Linked DNA regions of Sus scrofa: all the other regions are linked to region 3. A link is a contact called in public Hi-C and HiChIP or PLAC-seq data. All regions are on one chromosome and are shown on one strand. The core of a region is the stretch at or near the end of the contact, and the rest is flanking DNA. Distances in the headings are between cores, read along the strand shown.

The links. A called contact is a pair of places that touch in the nucleus more often than the background predicts. HiChIP or PLAC-seq counts read pairs in DNA pulled down with a chosen protein or histone mark.
Region 1: a Hi-C map of subcutaneous adipose tissue shows a contact between it and region 3, with 1.7 times the contacts expected there. The contact joins two enhancer-like sites. A contact is called at or near these places in 5 of 47 Hi-C or Micro-C datasets (mesenteric adipose tissue, psoas muscle, retroperitoneal adipose tissue and 2 more) and 2 of 2 datasets of contacts at active chromatin or transcription factors (alveolar macrophages and skeletal muscle).
Region 2: an H3K27ac HiChIP or PLAC-seq map of alveolar macrophages shows a contact between it and region 3. The contact joins two enhancer-like sites. A contact is called at or near these places in 2 of 2 datasets of contacts at active chromatin or transcription factors (alveolar macrophages and skeletal muscle).
Region 4: an H3K27ac HiChIP or PLAC-seq map of skeletal muscle shows a contact between it and region 3. The contact joins two enhancer-like sites. A contact is called at or near these places in 2 of 47 Hi-C or Micro-C datasets (liver and skeletal muscle) and 2 of 2 datasets of contacts at active chromatin or transcription factors (alveolar macrophages and skeletal muscle).

What each region holds. Positions count from the first base shown.
Region 1 is chr6:152,814,124-152,819,123 of Sscrofa11.1, reverse strand. All of the region lies in intron 14 of FGGY (FGGY carbohydrate kinase domain-containing protein), which reads left to right. Among named protein-coding and RNA genes, the nearest start is that of HOOK1, 110 kb to the right of the region's middle. Within about 2 kb of position 2,058, at least 19 of the 83 cell types and tissues checked have an H3K27ac peak or open chromatin away from gene starts, as enhancers often do. A contact at or near this core is called in alveolar macrophages, mesenteric adipose tissue, retroperitoneal adipose tissue and 1 more, where this site is marked.
Region 2 is chr6:152,847,885-152,853,156 of Sscrofa11.1, reverse strand. It overlaps FGGY (FGGY carbohydrate kinase domain-containing protein), which reads left to right. Exons shown (of 16, transcript XM_021097811.1): 14 at 3,014-3,108. Among named protein-coding and RNA genes, the nearest start is that of HOOK1, 140 kb to the right of the region's middle. Within about 2 kb of position 2,211, at least 24 of the 83 cell types and tissues checked have an H3K27ac peak or open chromatin away from gene starts, as enhancers often do. A contact at or near this core is called in alveolar macrophages, where this site is marked.
Region 3 is chr6:153,560,583-153,566,348 of Sscrofa11.1, reverse strand. No RefSeq gene overlaps it. Among named protein-coding and RNA genes, the nearest start is that of JUN, 120 kb to the left of the region's middle. Within about 2 kb of position 3,923, at least 76 of the 83 cell types and tissues checked have an H3K27ac peak or open chromatin away from gene starts, as enhancers often do. A contact at or near this core is called in alveolar macrophages, liver, mesenteric adipose tissue and 3 more, where this site is marked.
Region 4 is chr6:152,973,615-152,978,691 of Sscrofa11.1, reverse strand. All of the region lies in intron 7 of FGGY (FGGY carbohydrate kinase domain-containing protein), which reads left to right. Among named protein-coding and RNA genes, the nearest start is that of FGGY, 240 kb to the left of the region's middle. Within about 2 kb of position 1,676, at least 11 of the 83 cell types and tissues checked have an H3K27ac peak or open chromatin away from gene starts, as enhancers often do. A contact at or near this core is called in alveolar macrophages, liver and skeletal muscle, where this site is marked.

The DNA of each region.
Region 1 (5,000 bases), core at 809-3,308, 750 kb after region 3:
AGCCAAAAGGCATTTTGTTAATTCACCTTGGTAAATCACTATTCCAAATTCTGCCCATCACTTCCCTGTAGGCAGACTCTTACAGAGATCCATATCATTATGAAAGACTTGCTTGCCTAGTAGGTTATTCAGTGATTTCCTTGGAAAGCAAGCTAAGCAGTCTATGGGGGACTGGACATGTCCAAAGCCCAAAGGCTAGCCCATTGGTCAGCAATGACTTTCCTGAACATTGCTTGGATGAGAGCTATGGGAAGGGTGAATGACTGAAAAGGATATCAAAATCTCAAGGCTGTGCATAGAAGGGAGGGTGGCTACTAGTCTGTTCCGGTGCCAGAGGCTGATTGCTGTCTTGAAAAGTAGGGACTCTGGTCTTTACTCTAATTGTGGTGTGGCATTAGCAAGTAGTGGTGCTCTAACCTGTACAGCAGAGTGGCCACAGGCAATGGCTAAGGTCCCTTCCAGCTCTGGAATTCTAGGTTCGTTTTAGTTCTATAACTGAGGAGAGGGAGGTGGTGAATGCTTATGGGCATCAGCTCTGTAGGAGGGTACTCACTCTTCCTGAAGCATGGGCAGCTCCTGGCCCCAAGCGCTCTGAGAAGCTGTCCTAATCTGCCATACTCATGGGTGGGTTCTGGCTGTCCACCACCTGTCTTCCTGCAGAGCCACGAGTGACCACACTCCTGCTGTCTGCCTCCTTCCCCTGTGTCTGTTCTTCGACAGTGATCTGAGAGGTGGACTGTTCCTGATGTAGCCTTTCCTTGGAGTCCATGCAGGGAGCCTCTGGTCTGCTGTCTTCCCTCCCCGCCTCCTGCTCTAAAGCCATCCCGCAAGCATTCAGCTCTCAGGCCCTCGATTGACCACCTGTGTGGCCTTGGTCAGGGTTCTTAATCTCTCTGTGTCTCAGTGTGGATAGTAAATAACCTCCTGTGTTATTTGTAAAGATAAATGAGATAATCCATATAAAGCGATTAGAACAGTGTCGGGCATATCATAAGTACCAAGTGCATTGCTGCCTGCCTTCCTCAAATACCTGCTGCCTCGTTCTCAGATGAGCATTAGGGATGCTGAGGTATACAGAACCCTGTCTGCCTTGAGGAGTCCTGTCCCTGCTGTTTACTGAGTGTCTCCTGTGAGGCACACACTTTGCTTGGGTTACCTCATTGAGTCCCCACCACAATCTAAAGTGGTGCTTACTCTTCTCAGAATTCTTCTCAGACTGCAGCCCAGAGACCAGAGAAGTCATGTGACATTCCCTGTGGCAAGCAGTTCACAAATGGTAGCAGTGGAATCAGAACTCAGGTCTCTCAGGCTCCAGATCTAGTGTTTTTCACCCACCTCACTCAGGCTGCCATTGCCTGACTTGTTTCGAAAGGAAAAAAAAAAAAGCAGCAGCAGTGCATCGTGGGAGTGATCATATGGGAAATAAACTCTCCTTCTCAGGGCATCCGCTTCCAGCTTTCAGAAGTGGGGGGTGGGAATGGGCTAGGCTCAAGAGCCCAGCTCCCAGCAGTCCTTGCTTCTACCCATCTGAAAAGGATCCGTCTTTAAAAGCAAGGAGCCAGAAAAAATAATTCATACTAAAAACAAACTCTGTCATGAGTCATTTGACTTTGCTTTCCCCTGAACACATAGTTTATGTCTTGGGCGAGCTAAGGCTAAAGGAACATCTGATATGTTTTAGGCTAGCAGAGCCATTATTTTTGGAGCTGTACGTCCAATCTGTGCCCATTGGACCCCATGGTTTAAATCAAGTCTTCTGCTCAGGAGACCCGACAATTTGTTATTGCTGTTGGAGTTTGTTTTGGGGTTTGATTGTGTATGAGTTTTACCAAGGTGACAAGAATCTCTTTGTTCAGTGATTCAAAAGTTCTCAGGTGGTGAACTAACCTAGGCAGTGGTTATTCTGAGTCAGCACATGCTGGTGAGGACTGTGTGTAAACCCACATGTGTTCAGGTAGACGAGCCCCTTCAGAAATGAGAGGGAGAGAAGAGGGGAGGGCAGTTTCCAAATGAGCTGCTTTCTTCCCATCCGCAGAGGAGGGAGACGCGGCCCTGGGTCAGAGTATTTCTCAATCCTGCGCGAACAGGATGTAACCCCGAACACAAGGCAAGTGTCTCTGTCTCTTTGGCTGACTCGCTTCTCTTTAGATAGTGAACAATGGTAGAAATACACTTACACTGTAAAAACGCAGACGACATAGAAATTCAGAGTAAAAGGCAAAAGGCACAAGCCTCTCCTGATCCCAGAGGGAATCGTTACTGTCTGTTTTGTATGTCTTCTTCACCTTGTTAATGCATTCACAGACATATGTATGGGAGCGTCTAGGATCATAGTGTGCAAATTGCTCCACAAGGTTTTTTTTCACTTATTAGCTGTCGGGAGGATGTCAGTGCATATAGAGCCGCCCTATGTCTATTACCTGTGGGTGGTAATTCCAGAGTCTGCATTTATAAAAAGTTACTTAACCTATGTCCTATTGATTGACATTTAGACTGTGTTTGGTATCTAGTTTTGCATATGGCAATGCCAGGATCATCCTGGGTATGGTTCTTTACATACATGTGTGAAGAGTTCTCTTGGAGAGATACAAAAAAATAAAATTTCTTCTGGGAGGATTCGTGCGCTTGAAATTGTCTTAGCTATGGCCAAAATGCCCTCCATAAAGGCCAGCCCAGTTTGTATTTCTGCCAACGGTGCCCCTCTGCCTTTGCCAACACTGCGTATTGTCAGTCGCTTAACATTTTTGCCAAAGTCTTGGGCAGAAAATGACTGCTTATGTTCTTTTCCTTTGCCTCTGCCCTGTTGCTAGTAAGAATGAACATTTTCTTTATATCCTCGGTCTGTCATCTGTCAATGGCCTATTAAGATCCTCTCTTCATTTTCCTATAGGGTTTTTTGTCTTTCTTTTGCAGATTTAGAGGAGTTCTTCGTGTGCTCTGTACCTCAGTCCTTTGTCGTATATATTGAAGTTTTTCTTGTAATAGGATCCTCATCATCTACCTTTGCTTATAGTGTCTTATCCAGAAGTTTTCAATTTTCCTTTACTGACATCTGTGAATCTCTTTCTTTATGGCTTCAAGATTTCTTGGAGACTTTCCCTATAAACTATTTCTTTTCCTGAAGCTATGTTTTTCAGAATAATAACATTTTAGACCAGAACACACCAGGCTGGCAGGATGGTCTCTGTGTTTATGCAGACATTCCTGGTAATTTCACCATTAATTACGGGGAAATTCTGAAACCATATGGATCAGTCATAGGCAAATGAGAGGCAGTCGGGGACTAGCTAGGAGCTTGCAGCCTGAAGTCATGTATATGGGCCTTGGACCAACCACACCTAGGCTCCTGTACTTGCACTTGATTTGAGGAACATCATTTCGCTGTTCTGAGCCTTAGTTTATTTCTCTGTAAAACGGAACAAATCACAGTTTTAAGGGTTTAACATCTCCTTTGTTTCTGCCTACTTAATACATGTTTATTTCTGCCCCTCCTGATAAAAGATCTCCCCCCCACACACACACATTTAAATGTAATCAGTCACTTAAAACTATTGACTTCTATCTCTTCTGAGGATTTTGTAGCTGCATAGAGGAGTCACAGCTTTCCCCAGAGTCTGAGGCAATTTCCTCATGATGCATCTCCATGGGCCTAAAGGAAACTAAACACCTACACCATTGCTCAATGCTGGAAAATTCTCCAGGGTGGCTGACCCTTTTTGGAGGAGAGGAGCCAGGGCTCTGGGGGACTACTCCCGTCCACGTGAGTGGGGAGCTTTTGGTAGTTCCTGGATTCACTGAGCCTCCTGCCTGTCCTGAGACAATTCCTTCTCATTTGTTTTTTGTTTTGTTTTGTTTTTGTTTGTTTGTTTGTCTTTTTAGGGCTGCACCTGCGACATATGTAAACTCCCGCGCTAGGAGTTGCAGTTGAGTCTACACCACAGCCATAGCAACACAGGATCCGAGCCACATCTGCGACCTACACCACATCTCATGTCAACATCAGATCCTTAACCCACCGAGCAAGGCCAGAGGTCAAACCCTTATGGATACTAGTCCTCATGGATGCTGGTCAGATTCATTCCCTTTGAGCCATGATGGGTCCTCCAATTTCCTCCACTTTGAAATCATCTCCTCTTCCCCTCCCCTCCCCCGGCATCCTTCATTTATAGCAACACAGCACTCGACGTTGGGGGCCCAGACACTTGCACCTAACTACCTGGGTTCAAAATCTAGCTCTGCCACTTTTACTTGTGAGCCTTGGAATAGATGTCCTCATTTCTCTCTGGCTCAGTTTCCCTCTCTGTAAAATGGGAATATTAGTATTACCTACCTCGTAGGGCCATTATGAGAGTTAATATTTATCAGGCCTTTGACACACGGTACAGTGATCAAGGAATCACAAAGAAATAATGTATGGTACCCGAGTCCTGGCTCACAGCCAGTTGACTTTGAATAACATACCTGTTCTAACCTTGCCTCTCTCATTTGTAAAATGGGTATGAAAATGTCTGCTTCATAAGATTGCTGGGAAGGTCAAATGAGGTAATGCATGTAAGGCGTATAGGGATTCAGTTAGTGGTGCTACTGTGGTAATGATTTTTGAAAAAGACAGGCATGAACATGCAGGGAGTACCCAACACTCAAAAGCAGAGAGGCTGGTCATGAAAAGAGAAGGCTCTGGATCCTCTAGTAGAGGATAGTACTAGTAGAATTCCTTTTTACGAATTAAGCCTCTAGTCACCTTGGCCCTATGACCTTGGATCTAAATCTTTTCGGCATCTAGTTTCCTGATCTGTTAAATAGGACTGGTAATTGCGCCTACGTCTATGCTTGTTATGAAGAGGCAATGCTGGTAAACCAGAAAAAATAGAAAGTGCTTAATACAGTTAACTTTTTGTTACTCTTATCTCCTGCCTATCAGTGGGAAGATTCTTCCCCTCAGTCAGGGGGAGGAGGATTGGCAGCACAGCCAGAGCCCCAGCCCACCCCAGCCTGCAGGG
Region 2 (5,272 bases), core at 962-3,461, 710 kb after region 3:
CTGGAGGAGAGCTCGGTCATGGATGCAGCCATGAGCCTACAGAGGTGGTCCACACAGACCAGTGTCCCAGGACCCAGAACAGGTTGTGTTGCTGAGAGGGAAGGAGATGGGGATAACTGAGATAAGATAAACATTAAGAACCACAACAGCTAATTCTGTGCTTCCTGGAAGCCGAGCCCTCTTTTAAGTGCCTTATTTACAACAGCACTTTCAATCCTGCCAGCAACTCTGTGAGATAAGTAGAATTTTAACCTCACTCTGGAGATGGGAAAACTGAGGCACAAGAGAGGTTAGGTAGCTCACCTAGGATCACACAGCCAAGTCAGTGAGCAAGCCAGAATTCAAACCCTGGCAGCATGGCTCCAGAGCTCTTAGGGCCGCAGCTGGAGAGCTGATGGGGATTTACCCAGTTCCTCTGTTTTTCTGTTCTGGGGGAGAGTGCTGTGAGTAGTTCCTACCTGCTCAGACTAGTGAGGCTTTGACAGGGCAAGGAGTGGCCGAGGGTGAGCAGCATGTGCCGTGCTTTCTTCTAAAAAGTCCCAGGCCCTTGAAGTTCCTTCTGTGGCTCAGCGGAAACGAACCTATGAACCTGACTTGTACCCATGAACATGCGAGTTCAGTGACTGGCCTCGCTCAATGTATTAAGGATCCAGCATTGCCATGAGCTGTGGTGTAGATCGCAGACACGGCTTGGATCTAGCATTGCTGTGGCTGTGGTATAGGCTGGCGGCTGCAGCTTTGATTCGACCCCTCGCCTGGGAACCTCCATATGCCAAAGGTGAGGCCCTAAAAAAATAATAATAAAATAATAAAAATAGGGAGTTCCTATCGTGGTGCAGCCGAAATAAATCTGACTAGGAACCATGAGGTTGCGGGTTCGATCCCTGGCCTTGTTCAGTGGGTTAAGGATCCAGCGTTGCCATGAGCTATGGTGTAGGTCACAGATGTGGCTTGGGATCTGGCATCGCTGTGGCTGTAGTGTAGGCTGGCGGCAGCAGCTCCAATTCAGTCCCTAGCCTGGGAACCTCCATATGCCAAAGGTGAGGCCCTAAAAAGACGAAAGACAAAAAATAAAATAAAATAAATAAAAATAAAAAGTCCCAGGCCCACAGGATGGTCACAGTCCCTCTCCCGTCTCCATGATCCCTGGACTCTGCACAGGCTCACAGTGCTCTCTCCTGATGCGGCCAGCATAGCGCTTCAGTGTGTCCTGGTGTCTCTCCGGCCCCCTCGGATGGTTGACGCGCTCCCACCCCCTCCTCTCCCCACTGGCCCACTTCCCCGCTCTAGAAGGGCTTCGCCCCTCCCTGAGAGTCATCTGAACAGTGGCCACCACCATTCTCAAGGGCTTATCATAGGCCAGGAAATGCATGAAGCACCTTATGTGCCTTTTTTCATCCACCTTCTCAGCAACTCTCTTCTCAGCCCCATTTTTCACAGGGAAACCAGGTCTAAGAGGGTGTGAGTGACTGGCTGAAGGACACAGGGCTGGTCTTCGCATCTGAAGCTTTTCCCAGAGACCCCACCCCAGCTGATACCTGTCAGCCTTGTCTCCAGCAGTGGCCCTGTGGTATGAGGCTGGTGTTCCTAAGTCCCCTGAGATATGTGTGGGAATTCTCTCCCCTGTCCCCTTTGTCTGGGGTGGCTGGGGAGGAGGATGAGGAGGATGTGCCAGGGAGGTCTTCCTAAAAGAGATAGGAAGAGAAAATCCAGTCTTGGGACAACTGATGTCTTGAGAAGAGGAAGATCCTCCAGGTCTGGCTGCAGAGTTTACCTCTGTGGAGTTTGCTGCCATCTCCTGATTAGCACATATATTTATATTTTTATGTATGTTTTCTTTCATACACACACACAAGATACTCAGAACCCTAAGTTAGTCCTATTAACTGTAAGCCCATGAGCCCTCAACCTCTGGGAATTGGCATGTGGAGTGTACCTCCATGCCTGGTGAACCCCTCCCTACGCATCCTCAAATACCTGTTTAATCCTGAGCATCCCTGCTTGGACCCTGCCCCCATCTCAAAAATTCATTCTTTCATCATGTAAGTACTTGCCCTGTGCTAGATCCTGGTCTCCCTTCTGGATCCAGCAATGGGCAAAATAAAGACCCTGCCCTCATGGAGCTTATATTCTACTAGGGGAGACAGAGAGTAAAGAGGATATGTCATAACATGGGGAGGAAACAGTGAAACAGTGTGTGGGGGTGAGGGGTGTCGTGGGTAAGTTGTCATTTCATGTCGAATGGTCAGGAAAGCTGCAGGGGGATGGGCATGTTTACACAGACTTGCAGGAAGGAGAGGGTGTTGTCATAGGGACATCTGGAAGGAAGCACCCCAGACAGAGGGGACAGCACAGGCAAGGGCCCCGAGGTAGGCTCAAGAGAGAGCAAGGAGGCCAGGCAGTGTGGCAGTGAGAAGAGGAGAGGCCAGTCAGGGTGGAAGAAGTGACACCCATCCTGGAGGGCCTTGTCAGCCTTGGCAGGGGCTTTGGCTGGTGCTCTGAGAGAAATAGGAAGAAATAAGAAGCCTCCGGAAGAATTAATCACACCCTCTCTTACGACTTCCCTTTTCTTAGTGCTTCTCAGTTGCAGACCCAGCCCCTCTGCTCGGCCTTTATCTCTTGCTCATCCATCCCCTTTGAGACCTGAATATGAATAGCAAGACACCCTGTATTCTCTGGGCTTAGCAGGGCACTTGATCAGTGTTTGTTGAACTACTTGAAATGGTAGGTAGCTGCTAGCAGAAGCCTGGAAAACCTGGGCAGAAAGGTCTCCCGAGTTGATGTATATGGTGTTGGCTTCTGGGGGGCCCTTGGCTACTGCACCAGCAGGCAGAGGCAGTGAAATCCTTTAGAACCAGGTAATCCCAAAGAACAGGGAACTGCAGGGGTCAGGGAGGCCCCACCCCCGCTGCTGCCTTTACATCAGGCCTTTGTGCTGCTGGAGCTGCTGGCTGGCTCCCCACTCTATCCCTGGCCCTGCTCCCTAACCAAGGTGTGGCCTTGTCCTGTGCAGGCATGCCTGTGGTCCTGTCGCAAGAGGTGGAGTCTGTTCTTGTGGGCGCTGCTATTCTGGGGGCCTGTGCTTCGGGGGATTTTGCTTCTGTACAGGTAGGTGAGGACCGAGGGGTGGGCCATGGCCCCTCCCCTGTCTGGGGCTATCCTTCCTCTTGACAGCAGCTCATGTCTTGCAAAACACACACAGGATATAATTAAGAAATGATAGGTTCCAGCCAGGGAAAGCACAAACACTTCTAGCCTCAGACATATTTATTGCAGTTTTCATTTGACTTGGCCTCTGTTGCTGTTGGTCGTTCTGTTTTTCTGTTGGTTTTTTTTTTTTTTTTTCTTTTTTTTTTCCTCCTTTAAAATAGCTTTTAAATCGTTTCATTTAAATTTCCTCTTGGCCATTTTTCTTTTAGTACGTGGAACAGGTAAGGTTCAAAACTTAAGTTTTTTCATGTCAATTTCAGACTTATATGTCCTTCTTTCTTCTCCACCCACCACTTTCCAAATACCTTTGAGGTCTCTTTCAATAAGAGACACAAATGAAAATGTGAGTAAAAAGGGAATTAAAAGAAAAAATAAGGAACAAAAATATAAGAAGAAGGAAACAACTCAATTGGATGATGGCACAGACAATTTGAGCTTCCTGGCAGCCAAGACAAAAAAAGAACACATGATAAGTTGCATAATTCTTATTTTCAAAAAGAGGAAACATACTAGTTTCTTTGGGAGACGGAGCTTTTCCTACCACCAAATTGCAAAAGACATTTCACATCACACGTGGATTTTATGGAGGGAAATTGATAACATTTAACAAAAGGTTTACAAAAAAGTAGAGAAGCAGTATAGCTCAAGGCTGAGCACACAGGCTGTGGATCAAACCTCGCTTGGCATTCCACTCCCTCTGTGACCTGAGCATTCTTCTCTCTGCTCCGTTTCCCTATCTGTCAGTATAATCAGTAGCACGTTATGAGCTCTTTCTCTGGGTCAGGAATGCACGTTCAGTCCCACAACAACTCAGTTATTCCCATTTTATAGTTGAAGAACCTGAGGCGAAAAGAAGTTAAATAACTTGGCTTATGTTGAAACAGCTAGTAAACACTAGAACCGAGAAGTCTGGCTCCCAAGTCATAACTGAGAGTTGAAGAAATATTGGTTCGGCTGAGCAGTAAGAACGGAAGTGACTGGCGCAAGGTCTCAAGGTCAGGGTTAGAGGCCAGGTTTTTCACCAGTACCAGTAATGAGAGCTCTATGTATTGTGACCCTCTTAGGTACCAAGAACTCTTCAGGGTACTTTTTTTTTTTCTTTTTTCTTTTTTTTTTTTGGTCTTTTTGCCTTTTCCAGGGCCACTCCCTTGACATATGGAGGTTCCCAGGCTAGGGGTCTAATCAGAGCTGTAGCTGCCGGTCTACACCACAGCCACAGCAACACGGGATCTGAGTCACATCTGGGACCTACACCACAGATCATGGCAACACCAGATCCTTAACCCACTGAGCAAGCCAGGGATCAGACCCGCAACCTCATGGTTCTTAGTTGGATTCGTTAACCACTGAGCCACAACGGGAACTCCTGCAGGGTACTTTTCATATAATCTTCCTGGTACCTCTTACAACCCACACGGGCAACAGGGATCCAGAAAAAGTAAAACTCGACGGTACACTGTAAGAAATGGTCCCATGCAAGTGTCTGATTCCAGTAGCTGTGTGTTCCACGTTTTGGAACATGTGGTACCCTGCAGCCGATTCAAGCCTCTTGAATCCATCTTTGTGAAATATCTCTTCTGGAGTTTCTGCTGTGGCATAGTGGGTTAACAATCCGGATTGTCTCTGCAGAGGCGCTGGTTTGATCCCCAGCCTGGCACAGTGGGTTAAGGGTCCAGCCTTGCTGCAGCTGTGGCATAGGTCAAGAGCCCTTCTAATTTGGATTCAGTCCCTGGCCAGGGAACATCCATATGCTGTGGGTGCAGCTGAAAAAAGAAAATTAAAAAAAAAATTTTTTTAAATATCTCTTCCAAAGAATTAAACATACTCATGAATGCCTGAGGATTTTAGTTGGAGTTTTGTTTTGGCTTTTTTTTTTTTAAATGGAGTTTTTAACCAAAGACAGTAGAGTTGAATTTTCAACTTTTTTCTGGATTTTCTAGTACTGTCTCAGAAACACCACATAGAGATATTTATTTATTGTTGAGATGTCAGTGGCTTGTCAGTTATTATTTTAATGTGTCGATTTATGAAGATGTTCTCATGATTAGGTGACTTGCCCATA
Region 3 (5,766 bases), core at 2,674-5,173:
GTGGGTGTGTGATGCGATTCTAGGTACAAAATGAAAATAGCTTTTTTTTCCCTTTCGTAACCTTTGGCTTAGTAAATAGACAATCACTGGAAAATTTTGAATAATGACTTTCTTCAACGATATTGTCATACAGCAAGAAGAAACTCAAGCATCGTTACACTGGTGCACACTGATTATGGTTAATCTGGTCCAGAAGCAATTTGGTTGGCTGCTGTTATAGTTTGTAAAACATTAACTTGGGTTTGGATGATCCTGTTATTCATGACTCCACATAAGGGACCCTTCCAATGATGAATGGAACCACATATGAAATTGTGGGTTAGCTCTTGCTTTTCAGTTTCCTTGGCATGTGTGTTGATTTGAAACTGCCCCCTTTTAAAAATTGCCTTATTAATTAAATAACCCAGTCAGCCACATTCCCTCCTCCTAATTCAGCGCTCAAATGTAAGCTTAGTTCTGGAGTCAGCTTTCTAACCTTGGCTTAAGGGACATTAGTCACTGGGAGCAAAATGTGGCATCTGAACAGCTGTTCCAGGCATTCAGAGTCCAGGTTTGGAGACAGTTGGGGAAGGGAACCAAGAGTTATTTACCTAATACATACCCTGTGCAGGCTTTTTTTTTTTTTTTTTCCAGGGCCACACCTGCAGCATATGGAAGTTACCCTGGCTTGCAGAAATGCAGGATCCTTAACCCAATGAGCTAGGCCAGGGATTGAACTTGCAACCTCAAGGAGACTAGTCAAGTTTATCACCCGCTGAAACATGACAGGAACTCCTTGCTTTTTTTTTTTTTTTTTTTTTTTTTTTTGTTTAGCAGCCCCGTGGCATATGGAGTTCCCAGGTCAGGGATCAGATCTGAACCACAGTTGCAACCTACACTGCAGCTATGGTAATGCCAGATCCTTTAACCTACTGTAATGGACCAGGGATCGAACTTGTGTCCTGGCACTGCAGGAACTCCCCTGTACCAAGCATTTTTATAAAACATTGCTCTTTCAATTCTCTGAACAGCCCATTAATGTGTTCTTTGGCTGGTTTAAGATCTATCTTCTCCAGGCACAGCAAGGTTAGGAACTTGTCAGAAATCACACAGCTCCTGAGTGGTAGAGCTGGGACTTCAACCAAAACAATTTGATTCCAGAGCTCATACTCTTGAATGCTGACCTATACCTACCTGGTTTAGCCCTCCCAAACCCAAGACCTTATTATTGACTATTATTATCAGAACTCTTTTCCAGGTGGAAACTAAAAGCTCAGAAAAGTAATTTCCCCACATAAACTATATGCAGATCCATTTGAAATCTGTGCTCCTGGGCAAGTCGCTTTGCCCATCTATCCATCCATCCATGCATCCATCCATCATCTGCCCATTCATTAATTCAACAGGTAATGGCAAGAGCTTATTTTGTCCCAGAGACTGTCATGTCCCTAGAGATGAAAAGATGTATAAAATATGGCCCCTGCTCTTCAAGAACTCATCATCCAGCAAGGAAGGGAAACACCTAAACCACAATTAGAAACATGATTGCAGGATGAGAGGCACCTAAGAAGTCTATAAAAAGAGCTCTGGGGACTTAGAGGAAAAAGTATCCAATTGCTTAGTGAAGTAAAGCAAGGAAAGCTCTAGAGAGGAGACATCACATCAATAACTATATGCTCTCCAGGTAGAGAAAGGGTGGGGTTGTTTAGGCAGAGAGAGCATCAAAGGCAACCCGTGATATAGTATGGTAACAGCTCAGATAGTGAGTGCCCAGCACCTGCTTTCAGGGCCCTGTTTATAATTCCCACCACTCTGTGAGGCAGGTACTTCTGTTTGGACCACTTTACCAAAGAGGAAACCCGGGCACATAGAGATCTTGCCTGTGTGCCTAGGATCACACAGTAACTGGCCCATGATAACTCCAGATGGCTAGTAAGGAATCTAGTTGGAATTCAACCCCAGGCAGTCTTGCTTCTGAGCCCATACTCTCAGCCACTCTGCTCTGAGTGTTCAGGGGTGCATGGCAGGTAAGGAGACTGGCCACATAAGTAGGAATTAGGTCCAAAAGGTCTTCTTTTCTTCATAAGGCCTTAGATGTTCGTGATCTAAGGGTCCTGGACTTTATGGAATCCGTAAAAGTAATAATGCCATTGTACATTATATGTGTATGTAGGTGTTTTTATGAGTGCAGGTGTGTGTGTGTGTGTCAGAGAGGGCCATCCAACTTTCTGTATAACGAGGCCATAAAGAGAAATGGTGCATCAACTTTCTTTGCCTTTGACTGGAACTCTATCTGGTCGCTGTGAGGCTTCTGGGTGTCATGTTCAGTGACATTCTCTTGGCTTCAGGGCCAAGTATCTGAATTCTCATTCCCTGTCTACATCCCACACCAGACTGGAGAGCCCCTGAGGACAGAGCTCCCATACTGTCCCCCAGTACGCAGCACAGTGCCTGGCACAAGCAGTTGCTTAGCAAATAAATTTGTTGAATGAACGACTATTTGTTGGATGAACTCTGGGTCTTTGGTTAATAATTTATGTAGAAAGCAAATAAATTAATTGCGAGTTAACCAATCTAGTTTGGTCAATAAAATCTTTCCCACTGTGCAATCAATGGGGTAGGAGGGAAGAACATAAGGGTCTTTTGAAGAGGAACAATGTTGGGATTATTGGTCTAGATCAGTGGTTTTAAAAAGAAAGCAAAGCTGTACTTTTAAAACACTTGCCACCAGGGGTTTTGATTCAGTGGATCTGAGATGGAGTGAGCTTCCCAGGTGATTCTGAGATGACCAAGTCAGTAGTACCTGGCTCTGGCAAGTACGGGTCCCTTTCTGTCCTAATTTTTCCTTTTTTGTCCCCATCTCACTCAGCTTGTGCTTGACACTTTGAGTAATGGGAGCTTACCACCTCACAAGGCAGGCTGCCCAACCCAACAGCCATACTGATAATAAGCACACCAGTACAGTGACCATATGTAGAGGTTTTTTTGTTTGTTTTTGTTTTTTTTTTTGTCTTTCTAGGGCTGCACCCATGGCATATGGAGGTTCCCAAGCTAGGGGTTGAATCTGAGCTACAGCTGCCAGCCTATGCCACTGTCACAGCAACGCCAGATCCGAGCTGCGCTGCTACCTACACCCCAGCTCACTGCAACCCAGAATCCTTAACCCACTAAGGCCAGGGATCAAACCTGTGTTCTCATGGATGCTAGTCAGATTCGTATCCACTGAGCCATGAGGGGAACTCCTTCTTTTGGATCAGAGGTACTAAGGTACAGATGCTACTGATTCTGGCGGCTAGGTATTATTTACCCCCATTTTATAGTGAAAGAAAGCCAAACTCCTGAGGTTTAGTGGTGCATTCAATGTCTCAGAGGGTGCAGGGCTGGGCCAGGATTCCAGCCACCCCTGGTGGCTGGTTAGCCCACGTGCTTCCCCCCGGGCCTGGAGCAGGTCCCGGGGTGGGGGCGGGGTGACTCCTGGGAGGAGGGGAGGGATCCCGGTCGCCACGTCGCCGGCCCTGCCTGGCTGCACACCGCGCTCCGCCCAGCCCTCGCGGGCCTCCCCATAGAAGGTAAACCCAGGCAGGATCCCATGAGAGCTGGCGGGGCCTGGCGCCCCGCTGGTTTCAGTTTCTGAAGAGCCCAGCCCTGAGCAAACACGGGCTGGGAGGAGGGTTCTGGAAGCCTTCCCAACAGATAGCAGATTAACTCGCTGCTGCCTGGGAGCCACCCACGTGGGGACGGGCTGGGTCACCAGCAAGCGGCCTCCCTGGCAGGCAGACAGTCCCTGCGGGGGGCCGGTCGCCCCTGGCTGCCCAGAGCCACCCGAAGCCGGAGAAGGCACACGCTGACCCGCCAAGACGACCTCGGTGCCAGTTCCAGTCCGGCTCTGGCCGGGACCTCCAGGCTGGGTGACAAGGCTGAGGGACGGCCCCAACCCCACCCTCCAAATAAGGACAGATCTTCCTGCTTCAGCCTGCCTCTCCAGGGCGTTCCTGTTCCAACGTGTACGCAGAACGCTTAGAATGTTTGTTTTCTTTCTGAGAAAGAGGCTGAGGGACATGGCCAAGGCCGGCGTGAACTCCAAACCCAGGGCATTCTCTGTCGGACATTTTTCGGGCCAGACAGACTCGGGTCTGAATACTAGTTCTGCCACTTCCTATCCAGGAGACCTTCGTGTAAATTTCTTCATCTCTCTGAGCCTTATTATTCTCATCTCTAAAATGGGGATAATGCTACCTATCTCTAAGATAGGTTCTGTGGAGTCGATTAGATAGATACAGATTATACATATTAAGTATTTAGTGCCCTCAATCAATGCCAATTAACATTATTATTAATTATATTGTTACTACAAATGACTAATAATGACACTTAGGATTATTATTACTAATGCAACTGGGAGCATGGGTGTAAAAAAAATGGGCTCAATTAAAATTTTTTACTGAGGGAAATAGTTTTATGAGAGGTAAATAAAGATTGGAATAACACTGGGTCGCGAGCACATGATCTCATTTAGTATTCAAACAGCTTCACAAGGCAGGTGTTATTATCCCCATTATACAGGTGAGGAAGCTGAGGCCCCTGGAAGTTAAGTAACTAGGCCATGTCACACACTGTTCATACCTGGTATCCTGGCCTCCGGAGCTCTGTGATGATATTCCCTAAGCCTTAGCTACCTCAAACTTCCCCACCTCAACAAAGGAAAACTCTGGAAATGATAAAAGTCACCTCCTTCAGGCTGCTTTCTTAATTCTCTCTCTCCTCCCCTAGTAGAACAAACGCTCCCTCTTTTGTTCTCCTGGTGCGGGTAGCATGTGACTACACACCCTTGTGGGCTGTCTCTCTTCTCCAGGGAGTGTGCTTCTCAGAGGCAGACACTGTACACTTTTTTGCATGTTGGGAAGGTCTGTACGCTGTTGTTGTTAAGTACAGACTTAGGAGCCCAACTGCCTGGGCTCAAACCCTGGCTCAAATCGTGGCTTTACTACTTGTTGGCTGTGGGCTTGAGTAAGAAACTTAAGTTCTCTCTGCCTCATGCCCCTTATCTGTAAAATGGAAATTAACACTAAAAACAGCCTCATGGGAGTTCCCTGGTGGCCTAGTGGTTAAGGATCTGGCCTTATCACTGGTTCAAGTCACTGCTGTGGCAAGGGTTTGACCCCTAGCCCAGAAAGTTTCCCATACTCTGGGCATGGCCCAAAAAAAAAAAAATGCGTCTTGTGTGGACTTGCTGTTGCATTGAATGGACATTTAGATCTAGATCAATATAGATCTAGATACCCTACTGTGAATCTCTTGAGTGATAGGTGTCCAATGAATGAAGACAAATTGCTAAAGTCCTGAATTTTCCTTGTTAACAGAAAGTGAAACGTAAAAAGACTGTCACTGAGCATGGGTCAGTGTCAAGGGACCCAAGATCTGGTTCTGAACCTGTCTCTTAATTTAATGTGTGGACTTGGACCTATCTCTTCCTCTCTCGGAAGTTATTTTTCTGCCAAAAGAGAAGTTTGGCTCCTATAGGTAGATGGACTTTGAAGGGTAATATTCAATGGTATTAATGACCGGTCCCTTGCCTGTAGGACTTTTACTTGAGTGTGTTCTAAGTTAGAGGTCATACCCAGAAATAAAGGACCAGCTCACCACTGGAAGCACAAACCTCAACCGCTGGTAGGTGATGGCGCTAACCTTGATTATAGCCAGCTTTTACTGAGCATGTACTAAGGCCAGGCATTCGGCAATGTCCCATTGTGGTCCTGTTTATTTTTCTCAAGAACCCCATAAAGAAGG
Region 4 (5,077 bases), core at 427-2,926, 590 kb after region 3:
CTGGTTAATTTCCTTGTTTTCAACTTTCTCTTAACTAAGCATTCATATGAGTCATCATAAAGGGCAAACAGAAAAAAGAATTTATTTCCCTACACTGGGAATCTTGAAGATTGCCTCCTACCATCTTGTGGCCAGGATAACTATCTAGAGAGACTAAAAATAAAAAATGTCTGGAATATAGAAAAATGGTACTGGTCACTAGTTATACCTGAGAGTAGCACCTCCTCCACCCCACCTTCCATAACGCTAATCTTTATCATGCTCTGTACTATGATTCTGATGTCAGAATCTGGCTTCTGAACACAAGGAAAATGAAAAGTCTTGAGGTAATACAACATAGGAGTTCAAATCCTGGTTTGAACACCAATCCTAGTTCCATCTGCTGTCTCTGTGACCTTGGGAAGTTGCTTGATACTTCATGCCTCAGTTTTTTTCCTCTCTGAAATGGGTATAGTACTTGCACGCACCTCATAGAGTTGTTTGAAGAATAAATGAGCGACATTCTGTAAAGCTCTTTAGTGTCTGGCAGTGCCGTGTATATTTAGCTATGATTGATGGGATCTAAACGAATGTGTATTATGAATGATAGAAGTGTTCAAGGCGAAGTCATTCTTTTATTTTAAAAAATACGTGATATTTTCCTTTTATGTGCCAGGCATTGTTGTAGATGTTTGGACATAGTGGTGAATAGAGACAAGTTCCTGCTCCTATGAAGCTTCCTTCTTGTTGGGAGTGTCCATAACCTCCCATAGAAACATACTCATGAATATTTTTATATACACAGTATGCATGCATACAGAGTATGCATGCACATGTGTGCTTGTGTATCCACATATATGTTTATGTGCACATCTGTCTGTGCATGTGTATATGTGTGTGTTTGTGCATATGTGTGCACAGATGTGCCTCTATTGGCATGCTCAGCAATGTGCATGTACGGCTGAATGCTTGTGCATATGTGTTTGTGTACATGTATGTATACCAGTATACATATGTGTGTGTGCATATGTATATGCACATTTGGATATGTGTGTTTGTGCATGTGTGGGCATATGTGTACATGTGTGTATTTGTATATGCATCATTATGTGTTTATCAGGTACTGCTAAGTGTTATTAAGAACAGGTCTGTGTAAAGCAGTAGAGAGTGCCAGGAGTGAGAGAGTGCCAGTACAGAGAGTTCTGGAAAGTTTAATCCAGAGTGGTGACATTTGAGGAAACTGACCTCAATGAAGAGAGGGAACATTTTATGGTATAAGAAGCAAGGTAGCAGATAATTCAATTAGCAAATATGTGTTAGACCCATACTTGGCCTCAGATGCCATGTAGGGCATGGGGGCTGCCAGGCTGAAGATGATCCAGTCTTTTCTCTGGAGGAGCTTAGCAGCTGGTGGAGAAGGCAGACCTGTCATCAGAAAAATCCCATTGTAACCTTCACACTGCCTTTCCCAGATGTGAGGGAAGTGTCACAAGAGCACACGGAATGGATCAACCAGCTCTGCCAGGACAAGTGAGGGAAGCATCACGTAGGAGGTGCAAATGGGACAAGCATTTCAGGAGGCGGGAATGGAAAGTGAAAAGAGTGTGGAAAAGCCTGACTCCATCATGGGTCTTTTCAGTATGGCAAACTTGTTGTGCAAGTATGAGGAAACAGTGAGAGAGGGCCAGGAAATCAGAGCTGTGTACCATGTGTGGATTCTGAACTCCCAGCTTTGCCACTTGTTAGGAGCAAGTTACTTAACTGCTGTCTCAGATTTCCCTTCTGTAAATGGGGATGACAACAGCGCCTCCTCTGGTGGTTGTACTGTACTGGCGCCATTTCCTGACCTGTGTGAGCAATCAACAAGTGTCAGCTCTTCCAGGTCAGAAGCTCAAATGTAAAAAGCCTTGAATTCTAAGTTGAGGAAATTGGATGCTGAAAATCAACCTATCATTCAAATAGCTTCCTTGGCACTGACTGTCGTGTGAAAACTGTCAAGTGTTCTACCTGAAGAATTTGCCTTTGGGCAAGCAGCTAGGATTTGTCATACCAATGGGTGATACTGCAAAGGAACAGATAAAGCAGTAAAAAAAAAAAAAAAACAAAAAAAAAAACCTCATTTTATCTTAGAACAAAAGTTCACTTCAATGGAATGGAGCAGATATTTGTTTTCCCAGGCCCTGGAAATTCAGACATAGCTCACTTGCTGCCAGGGCTTTGCACTCCACCTTTGTAATGTTTGTTACTCAAACTGCAGAAGCATAGCTAGATGGGAAAGTACATTTCTCCATCTCCGACTTCTGTATCTCAGCACCAGGCCTGAGGCTGGAGGATGCTGCTTTTCAGGGTCTCATACCCACTCTGATCTTGGCCACTGTCTTAGTGAGAGGATTTTTGCCTCTGCTCCTGTCTCTTCATCCCATTATCTCTTCTCTTTCTTCAAATCGAAGTAGAGAGTGTACAAAGTCTGCCCAGGCTCACTACAGTCTGAGCTGCTGAATATTCTTCCAGAGCCTTCTAGTATTTCTGTGCCCATCCCTCTGAATATTCCATCTTCATTTTATCGATGACAGTGTCAGATTTTCCCACTAAACTTTCTTCTGTTCCCATTTTGACTAGAACTAGAAAGTACTGTTTGCTAGAAACTGCAAATGGAAAATATAAAGAGAGACAACATGAGAAAATAGATTATTTACATTATTTCCAGTTATCCATAGTAGATTGAAATCATAATATAGATCATCTAAAAAATGAGTATTTTATTTTGAACATAGAATGACATAGGATTTTTTTATTAATTAAGTTTTTTTTAGGATATAGTTGATTTACAGTGTTGAGTCAATTTCTGTTGTATAGCATAGTGACCCAGTCATTTTTTTTCTCATATTATCTTCTATCATGGTCTATCTCCTGATACTGGATATAGTTCCCTGTGCTATACAGTAGGACCCCATTGCTTATCCATGATCCATTCTAAATGTAATAGTTTGCATCTACTAACCCCAAACTCCCAGTCCATCCCACTCCCTCTCCCAACCCCTTGGCAACCACAAGTCTGTTCTCTATATCTGAGTCTTTTTTTTTGTAGATAGGTTCATTTGTGCCCATGTTTTAGATTCCACATATAAGTGATATCATATGGTATTTGTCTTTTTCTTTCTGACCTCACTTAGTATGAGAATCTCTAGTTGCAGTTGTTGCAGATACCATTATTTTTTATTGCTGAGTAGTATTCCATTGTATATATGTACCACATCTTCCTATCTGTTCATCTGTCAGTGTACATTTAGATTTGTTTCCATGTCTTGGCTATTGTGAATAATGCTACAGTGAACATGGGGGTATATGTATCTTTTTGAATGAAAGTTTTTTTTCAGATATATGCCCAGGAGAGGGATATAATTTTAGGTAGGAATGTAAATTGGTACAACCACTGTGGAAAACAGTATGGAGGTTCCTCAGAAAACTAAATATAGAACTACCATATGATGTGCATTTTTCTTTTGTTTGTTTTTATATCTATTTCTGTCCTTATTTACTTATTATAGTGGTTTTCAAATTTGAATATGCATAGTCAACCAAGGAGTTATTTAAAATGTGGGTTACTGGGTCCCCACAACCACCACTATGACAGGTTCTGATCAGTAGATTTGACTGGGCCCTAAACATCTGCCTTGTATACAATCCCCACATGATCCTAATGAACTTCTCCAGTAGCATCTTCGAAGATGTAGGAGTGATGGTCAACACTCAAGTTTATCGCAGTTACCTGTATATAATCTAGAAAGAACAAAATTGTGTTCAAGGAAACTGGAAGAATGAATTTTAAAAATTTTATTTCAAAAGCAGAGCAGGGAGTTCCCGTCATGGCGCAGTGGTTAACGAATCTGACTAGGAACCATGAGGTTGCGGGTTCGGTCCCTGCCCTTGCTCAGTGGGTTGACGATCCGGCGTTGCCGTGAGCTGTGGTGTAGGTTGCAGACACAGCTCGGATGGATCCTGTGTTGCTGTGGCTCTGGCGTGGGCCTGTGGCTGCAGCTCCGATTGGACCCCTAGCCTGGGAACCTTCATATGCTGCGGGAGCAGCCCAAGAAATAGCAAAAGGACAAAAAAAGAAAAAAGAGCAATAAGGAGCTCTTCTGATGTGGTGCCCTTACCATGAACTGGGAACTACCTAAGTGTTTGCGTAGATAACACTTGATATGAACAACAACTATGGGTGCACATTCTTACCACCCCCATATAAAGGCCAGAATGATATTCATCTTGGCTCAGGTATGTGTGGTGGGGTGGGAGGAGAAACTTGAAGGTCTGTCTGACTCTAGGTCTCCTGGTTTTACCATCGTATAGCTTCACCCATGCCTGTGTTGACTGAGTTATCCATAGTTTTTTTTTTAAATGTTCAAGAAACAGAAAACATGGAGAATCTTTGAATCCTATGCTCAGGTCTAGGGAAAGCTAAGGATTGTGTTAAGCTATTGACCTATACAGGTTCCTGGGCTGAATTTAGCATAGAGAGTTAAAAGCGTACCAGCCTTGTGACTCACCACTTTGAAAACTGAGGGGTCATTCTGCCACCAACATCAGTAATATGAGGAAAGACTCTATACACCTTTTATATTCAGGCCTCTCACCACTGAAAGTTGTAAAGAAAAACCCACACAGTTCAGTTCTGTGAAATATATTAAATAAGCCTGAATAATGTGTCTCTTATTCACACATTGTCTGCTTTACTGTGGTGTAACCTTATTGCCCAGCCTAATGCATGTGGCCTAATAATTCTTTCACTATGTGCATATCTCTGAATGCTAACAGATATACAATAATGTTTAAACATTTAAATAGATGGTTACATTACTGTCTCCCCCATTTAGACTGTGAGCTTCTTGTGGGCAATGACTCTGGTCATATTCATCTCTGTAACTTCAGACCACAGCCCTTAACTGAGTAAATATGTGCCTTAGTTAATGTTTTTGTCTATAAACAACATGCTAAGCACTATACTAGTTACTACCAGTTACTGAGGCAAAGTCAGCAATATAGAGAACTAGAGATATAGCATGAGGACTGAGTTCTATAGGAGGTTGAAAAAGGGAGA